Linked DNA regions of Zea mays: all the other regions are linked to region 2. A link is a contact called in public Hi-C data. All regions are on one chromosome and are shown on one strand. The core of a region is the stretch at or near the end of the contact, and the rest is flanking DNA. Distances in the headings are between cores, read along the strand shown.

What was found. Hi-C and Micro-C count contacts between places; a contact is called where the count stands out from the background.
Region 1: a Hi-C map of bundle sheath shows a contact between it and region 2, with 2.7 times the contacts expected there. The contact joins the promoter of LOC100278385 here to the promoter of LOC100273945 in region 2. A contact is called at or near these places in 6 of 25 Hi-C or Micro-C datasets (bundle sheath, ear, endosperm and 3 more).
Region 3: a Hi-C map of endosperm shows a contact between it and region 2, with 2.2 times the contacts expected there. The contact joins the promoter of LOC100192039 here to the promoter of LOC100273945 in region 2. A contact is called at or near these places in 3 of 25 Hi-C or Micro-C datasets (bundle sheath, ear and endosperm).

Annotation. Positions count from the first base shown.
Region 1 is chr9:96,313,012-96,315,711 of Zm-B73-REFERENCE-NAM-5.0, forward strand. It overlaps LOC100278385, which reads left to right and starts at 1,260. Exons shown (of 8, transcript NM_001175620.1): 1 at 1,260-1,579. The coding sequence starts at 1,363.
Region 2 is chr9:96,734,602-96,737,315 of Zm-B73-REFERENCE-NAM-5.0, forward strand. It overlaps LOC100273945 (26S proteasome regulatory subunit 10B homolog A), which reads left to right and starts at 1,355. Exons shown (of 10, transcript XM_008661540.3): 1 at 1,355-1,797; 2 at 2,710-2,714. The coding sequence starts at 1,551.
Region 3 is chr9:96,369,917-96,372,659 of Zm-B73-REFERENCE-NAM-5.0, forward strand. LOC100192039 (putative O-glycosyl hydrolase family 17 protein) reads left to right here and starts at 1,371. Exons shown (of 3, transcript NM_001137462.2): 1 at 1,371-2,222; 2 at 2,691-2,743. The coding sequence starts at 2,165.

The sequences.
Region 1 (2,700 bases), core at 10-2,509, 420 kb before region 2:
AGCACCATTTGTGGGCACCTGGATACTAGGCAAAGTTATATGGATCCTTCACAGGCATGGGTTAGGAAGGGCATCAGTTTGTCCCATGCTCCAATGGTTGGAATAAATAAATACTGGTACCACCTATAAATGAATGGGGATAACATTTTCTTAGTTTAAAGTTCAACATATTTTTCTTTGTTACCTGATGTAAGTGCATTTGTTCATTGATTGGAAACAGAAAAATACAATGTGTTACTTCTTCAATCACGCACTAAAATTGTTATTATGCAAAGCTGGAAACTTCAGTCCAAGGTTCTTTTACTGATAATGTTCTTCCACTTTGTGTATTTGGGCCCCTTGTGCAGTACATATTCTTCAACATACAATATTCATGGTTTGGTTACTGACCTTTCACCAAATTTTCTGCTGCATCCTTCCTGTAATTCTACTTTGGCAGAGAAGGAGCTTCTTGAAGAGGAGTACAAGAAAAAGTTTGATGAGGCAAAGAAGGAACTATCTCTGGAGAATGATTTAGCAGGCATGTGGATTCTTGTTGCTAAGTTGAAAATAGGGGCTTTAGACATATCTGATTTGAATGTTGATGATCGAACTAAAGTGTAAGGGCGTAGCGATCACCATATTGTTGTCTCATAATTGGTGTTAATGAAAAATAACATGGTGCTGCACTGGATCTCTACTTTCTCTTGTAAGAAGGATTGTTCTATCGGCATAATTTGATTTGCATGTATAATGTCTTCATGCTTTACTTGCCCTTTTGTGAAATGTGGCAATCGGTCCGCTTGCCTTCCTTTTCTGTTTCTGTTCTGCGGTAGAATGATTGGAGTAGATGGTGCTAATTTCATATAAATAATAATAATTGTTGCTAATTTATGGTCAAGTTAGTAGGATAATAATTTAGCCCCCAGAACAAAATGTATTGTTAAGTCTTAGCAAAAGTTTTAAAGAGAATTGGGTGCCTTGTCTGTCTGGATGCAAAAAATTGACAACTTTCTGCTTCGTGCTCGCTTGCGTGCCGTGGTGGTGCAGCGTATTTGCGCCTAGAAGAAGCGGGTGGTGGCGAAGGCGCTACAGGGTAGCGACAGTTATGTGCCTTGTTTTCATAATTATTGCCGTTGTAACGCAAGAGCGCTATACTACTTACTTATATAAGAAAGAAGAGGAAAACATTATAGTGGGGTAGGAGGCTAGGAGCAGACTGTTGTTTCCCATTGGGCCTTTTGGGCTGTCGTCTTCCCAGCCCGAATCGCGCCGCCGCACACACACAGCGCATGACCGAACCGAAGAGAGAGCGTGACTGGGAGCAACGTGCGGGGAGCGCAATACGCCGGGCCGCCGGCTAAGCGGGAGGCAAAGGCGAGGATGTTGGGGTCGCGCCGGTGGCAGTCTCCGGCTGATGCTCCTGCGGCCACCGATGACTTGGAGGACACTGGTGGCGTCGGCGGCCCGTCCAGGCGGCCTCTGCGCCACGGGCTGCACCGCGCGTCGCCCTACGGTGGTGCCCCCCGCCGGTGGCTCTCCAAGCTCCCCGTGACTTCGAGGATATTCCCCACCATGCCACGCGACCGCGCGGCCTCAGGTGATTCCCCTCACTGCCCTCGTTGTCTGGCACCTCTGCTAACGGCTGATGCCCGTTTAAGAAGAGGATCGAATGGGGAAACTCTACGACGTTTTACCTATTCTGTTAGCGACTTTGTCGCCGCTGCTGAATGAGTTCACGTATCTGCGCGTCTTGTTTCAGATCAGCGCTAGTCTGTCTAAGGTTCAGGGTTTAGCGCCTGTGCAGCTCCTGCTATTTTTACTCTTTGCATTGCATCAATCTCCAACCTAGGGTTGGTGCCTGCTTTTCTGAATCCACTAGTGGACTCATGATCAACCACTAGTGGAATTCAGTTAAGCCCTTCTTCGTGTAGGTCCTGACAATTACTATTGTTTTGGACTTCGGGTTGCTGTGGTTTGTGATCGTTTAATTTATTTTAGTTATGCTCTTTGGAATGGGCATTTAGGTTGATGTCTAGTGAACTCGAGTTCAAGTTTGGGGTTCCCAATCCTTGTTGTTAGTGTAAGGCTGTTGTTGTCCAACTGGTATTATAGGATAATTGGAGTAACAAGAGTAGTTTTAGCGATAAACTACTTCTTCTGTCCTAAATTATAAGACGTTTTGGCTTTTGTAGGTTCATAGTTTTGGCAACGACTACTATGCAATCAAGCCTTAGGTGCAAACGTGAAGCGAGTCTTTTGGTCCATTAAATCATTATCCAACCATAGATATAATTGTAGTTTGTTAGTTTTTTTTATAAATCTACGTGAATTGGTGGTGGAAAGGTTTAAGTGTTAAATATAATATATGGTTGGATCATGATCTAATGTACCAGAAGGCTTGTTTGTACGCTTGCACCTAAATCCTGATTGTATAGTAGTCATTGCCTACGTATAAGTTATGTGTGGATACATCATACATAATAGAAGCTATAAATCTAGAAATGCCAAAACGTCTTATAATTTGGGATGGAGGGAGTATTATATAATCTTAAATTTATATATGATCCCATTACTTGTACCATTTCTTTGCTATAGGTGAGTAGTTTCTTAGCAGCACTCCCATCAGTATTGCAGTATTGCTCTTATAATTTTTGACGCATCTATGAGTTATTGTCTTGTGATGTATTTGTCAGTTATCATCTAGATCGATCACAACTG
Region 2 (2,714 bases), core at 105-2,604:
GGTTCAAAAGAATATGCATGCGGTGAATTCCACTTGCCTTCGTCACAGAATTCCCAGGGTTCTTCTTCGAACTGGTCCTAATTCTCAGATAACAGATCAACCTCTATGCGATACACAAATAAATAAAAATAAGCACTAATCAATATTCATACAATAGATCACTATAAACAAGATTAGTACAATAATGAAAATATTATTTATTTCTAAAAATATCAAAGCAAAGATTATAACGAAAAGGTACTCTTTAAGAAAAATGGTTTTCTCTATAATTTATAAAATCAAGGATACAAACTTAGACACATCTTAATTATAAACATTAACTACACCATTTTAATCATTTTTAGAAAAGCTATATTATGGAACATCCAAGGCTTTGGGTTAGAAGATTATAAATTGTGTTTTGAAACATATATTTATTTATTAAAAACTAAGATATAAATCGAAATAGGTTTTTATGTGAATAAAATAAATAAATATCTTGATTTTTGGTAAGAAAACACATGGTCTACCTTTTCTTTTTAATTTTTATTAAGAATCTATTATCCCAAAAGGTATTATATAAACTATATAATTTAGAAATATGAAATCTAGTGACAAAATTGTGCTAAAATATTTACCATGTTAAAACAAAAGCTAACAAAATAAAAATGGATTTTATTTGGACTTAAATTATTCATTTAAAAGCAAAAAAGGCCATGTAGGGATCTAATTATAAATAACTACAACTCTCAGGGTTAATTTTGAATAAATCAAGGGCCTAACAAGTATTTTATCCGAAATCGAGAGACTGGCGGAAAACCGAGGGTTTGCAGGCATGAAACTTTACATGAATACAACAAACACTTAGCAAAATTTCATCTATTTAATAAATTATATAACTTTTTTATATCTCTATTTTTAAAACATAATTTTTATTGGAAACTAATAAATTAAATTTGGTTAGTTTTAGATGATGGAATTTGGATGTTACAGTTTCCTTAACAGGGATGGCAACACGAAAATCCCCCAAAAATTCCTCATCGAATTTTTCCATCCCGGTGACGAAAAAAATTACCCGTGGGGATCCCCATAAAAGTTTGCTGGGACATTTCTTCCCTATCATTATGTGTATATCAAATTGAACAAATTTGTACAACGAGTGATCTCTTGACAAGATAAGTATTTATTTTATCATTAACTATTACATGAAAATATTATTGTATGTAAGTTTAATAGGTCCCCGCGGGAAATAGGACGTCAAAGGAGATTTTTTTCACCATTTACATTTCCATGGGGGAGAAACTTTTCTCCCATCCTCAATATAGAAATTCCCCGCGAGGAATCAGGAATCTAGACATTGCCATCTCTATTCCTGAAAGAAAATTTTGGGCTGCTCGCTCTTTGGGGTGACACTAACTTATATGGGCCGGGCCTGAGTAATCCTTCCGAGCAATGTCCGGAAAAAGCCCACAGACGACCTAGCCTGGCACTTGGCAGGCCCCCAGCAGAAGGGCTCGAAATCCGACCAGGAGGCAGAAGGGTCCCAATTTACATAAGGAATTATTTAATTTATGAAAAATTCCGCTTTACATTTCTTGCGAGAGAAGAAGCAAAGCCTGTGTTCTGCTTCTGCATTCTGGAAAAACAGGGTCCACCTCCGTAAAAAAAAAAAGAAAGCCTCGCGCCGCCGCCGCCGCCGAGGAAGGTTGAGGAAGAGGATGGCCGAGGGCGGGGAAGAAGCCCGCCGCCGTGCTGCGATCGCCGAGTACCGCAAGAAGCTCCTCACCTGCCGGGAGCTCGAGGCGCGGGTCAAAACTGGTAACACTCCACTGCCGCATCCTCTTCCGCCCGTCTACCCGTGCGTGGATGTCATCGTCGGTCTCTGGGGTTCAGTGTCTTGGCGTTTGCGAGCGGCGATCGCGGATGGGGGGATCTGGATTTTACGGTACTACGGCGGCGGGGTAGGGTTTTGGCTGCCCCAATTTGGGTTTGGCGGGTGTGGCGTATTTTCGGCGGTTCAGCCTTAGAGTTTTTACGTTGGATAGGTTCTCGTGTAGGGTGGGTTTTATAAGTCAGAAATTTTGGATGCAAGCGCATGGTTTCCACTTTTCGGTTAGCTTGCATTTAGTTAGTGGCCGTTGACCATTCTGTAAATGGCTGCGGGTGTTGTCCGGACCTGCTGAGGATATACGTATATTTGGAGTTCAATTTTGAGTTAATGTTTTTGGGGGAAATAAGAGTTGTTACCTCCACTAATTGAGATTCTACGTAGTCACTCTACCTTTCATGCTAGAGTCCTATATTCGTGTTGTTTATTGTGTGGCATGTCAGATTGGTTATTTGGTTATAGTTGCACATAACCTTTTGGTAATAATATGAGAGCAACTCCATTCAGCATTTGGGATAGTAAACTAGTTTTGGAGGAAGTTTATGAATATGGGCCAATGTGACTTCAAATGGTGTACCAAAATACTAGATTTATTGTGCCCGAGTGATATATTCTGTGCACCTGTAAGTGTGGTGCTGTTGACGTGCCGTTCCTCAATGCTCCATAGCGGGTGGTCCCTCTTGTGATTGATTCTCTTATGCTTATACTATTTACATCAATGTTACAGGTTTTGTTATGCTCATAACTGATAGATGCGATAGCAAACATTTTTGTACTCATAGCATATACCTGATACTTTTGTTATCTTGATTTTTGTGATGAACTTGTGTATCTGGACTCAGGGAGG
Region 3 (2,743 bases), core at 121-2,620, 360 kb before region 2:
AGAAGATTAACACGTGGACCATAACTTAAAAGCTAGGCCACATGAATGCCTAGCGTGATCAGAGAGGCGTTTTTGAGAACCCATTCTAAACCACTTCTCAGCAAATCCACACCAACATGCCTCATTTAGATCTAAAACCAATTCCCACCCATCTAAACAACACCGATCTCAATACCCACCCCATAAAACCCATTTCAACCATGCATATTAGTAGTCCTACATCTATTTGGCTAATGCAAACTTTAACCTAATTCAACATCTAAGACGACCGTATTTATATACATCAAGAAAATTATGGATCCACATTATCATATTGCAATCTACAACAAGTGATTCCTTTCACGTATGGTCTTAGCACATGGGTCTTATCCAGTGATCAAAATTTGAAGATGTGTGCCTAGCCTATCTTATATGCACACAACCCTTATATGTCATGAAAGGCTAGGTGCATGTTTGTTTGAGATTATAATCTACCTAGATTATATAATCACTTAGTTCAAAATAAGTTAGATTATATAATCTAGGTAGATTATAATCCTAAACAAACAAACAAACACTAAGCATATTCTCGACAAACTTAGACAATTATTATTTGACTTTAGATTCTGTTTGTTTACCCTCGAGATTATATAATCCAATTTAAATAAGTTAAGAGGTAAACAAACAACACATATTATTGGATGGATTATACAATCTAGATACCTAGATTATTATTATCCATAAACATATCATTAGATACTTATATAATCCTATAAGTTAGATTATATAATATTGGAATGAAACAAACATATCCTTATATAATCTTATAAGGTGGAATGAAACAAACATAGCCTTATATAATCTTATAAGGTCGATTAAATAATCCAGTTTATAGATTATATAAGCATCTAACCTGCTTATAGATTATCAATTTAATATAATCTAGATATCTAGATTGTATAATTTAAATAATAATTTATATTGTTTATTTACCATTTAATTTATTTAAACTGAATTATATAATCTCGAGGGTAAATAAACAAGGCCTTAGACTCACACACTCCCTGTCCTGTTTGTGTCAACCTAGAAGATTAACGCCCATAACGTGGAACAAAAAGCAACCACAAGCACAAGTCCAAGAGCAAGAGGCATGGTTTCAAAAAATAAAATAAAAATAAACCCAAGGGTTGGCAACGTACACGATACACCTACAGACTTTGAACTGGGGTCGATCCGCAAAACGGCCAAGGAATAGGAAAGCTACCCTGCTCGTCCCCACCATCGCCGGTCCACGACACGCACGCACAGAGCACCACACCACCGCCACGGCGCCTGCCCCTGTCCTGCTACTTCCGCACCCGGCTCGGCTGCTTCCTCCCCCTCCCACTCCACTCCGCGTTTTCAAAAATCAAAACCCCAGCCGGAACAGCGAAACCCCTTCCACCATAGCCCGTAGGAAACGGAGCAGCGGTTGCGGTTTCTCTCTCCGTCGCTCTCACCGCTCGCCGCCGTCTCCGTATCCGGTCCGCAAGGCGGGCCTGGCGTCAAGGTCCTCCGCTCCGTCCCCTTCACTCGCGACCGGAGTCCCCTCTTCGTTGGTTCGCCAATCTACTTCGTCGGCCCACCCCTTTTCCCCCGATCGATCTCTCCTCGCTAAGCGAACTATCTTGACCTCCCTCCCTCGTGCGAGATTAGCCAGTAGAAAGTTCCCCGCTTTTCATCCAGGCACACTTCCACCACCTCGCTTTGCTGCTTCACTGCTTGCTTCTGTTGGGCGGAGTGCTAATAGGACGGCACGGGAGTCAAGATTCCTCCTCCTTAACCTGCCCTTTCGTGTTGCCGTTGTTGGTGGTTTGGTTTGTGATTGCGGTGGCGCTGGAGTTGCGGTGTGTGTGAAGCGAGGGATCCGAGATTCTTGTGGATTCTGTTCTACTTTTCGATTGCTGCTGATTCTCTCTCCCGTGCGACGGCACAAGCGGCGGTGTGGGGAGAGCATCCGCCGTTGCCCGGCCTTGGAGGGCCCCGGTCCGTCTATGGAACTTGCCGCCCCGGTGCCACGCCCCGGCCCGGAACTGAAGTGCTCAGCAAGGCGCTTCTTGCCTGCCACTCTCACGCTGCTGGTGCCTACTGTGGCAGTCCCCTGTTTGGTTCCCGCTCCTCACTGACCGGCTACGGGGCTGCGATAATGGTGCCTCAGATGGTGCTGCTCCTTTGCTGCTGTCTCCTGGCGTTCCCGCCACATGGTACTGATATTTTTCCTTTATTGATGATACATATTCAGTTCCGTGATTTAGCGTTGTCGTGTTCAATTGGCGACAATTGCAATAGATGCCGTTACCATGTACTTTTGTTATACTGAAATTTGATTGGTGGTGTTTGTTGCCTCCTGGCGTTCCCGCCACATGGTACTGATATTTTTCCTTTATGATGATACATATTCAGTTCCGTGATTTAGCGTTGTCGTGTTCAATTGGCGACAATTGCAATAGATGCCGTTACCATGTACTTTTGTTATACTGAAATTTGATTGGTGGTGTTTGTTGCCTCCTGGCGTTCCTGCCACATGGTACTGATATTTTTCCTTTATGATGATACATATTCAGTTCCGTGATTTAGCGTTGTCGTGTTCAATTGGCGACAATTGCAATAGATGCCGTTACCATGTACTTTTGTTATACTGAAATTTGATTGGTGGTGTTTGTTGTGACTAGGTCCGTTAGTCGTTGAGGCTTTTGTAGGCGGTTATGGAGTAAACTATGGGAGA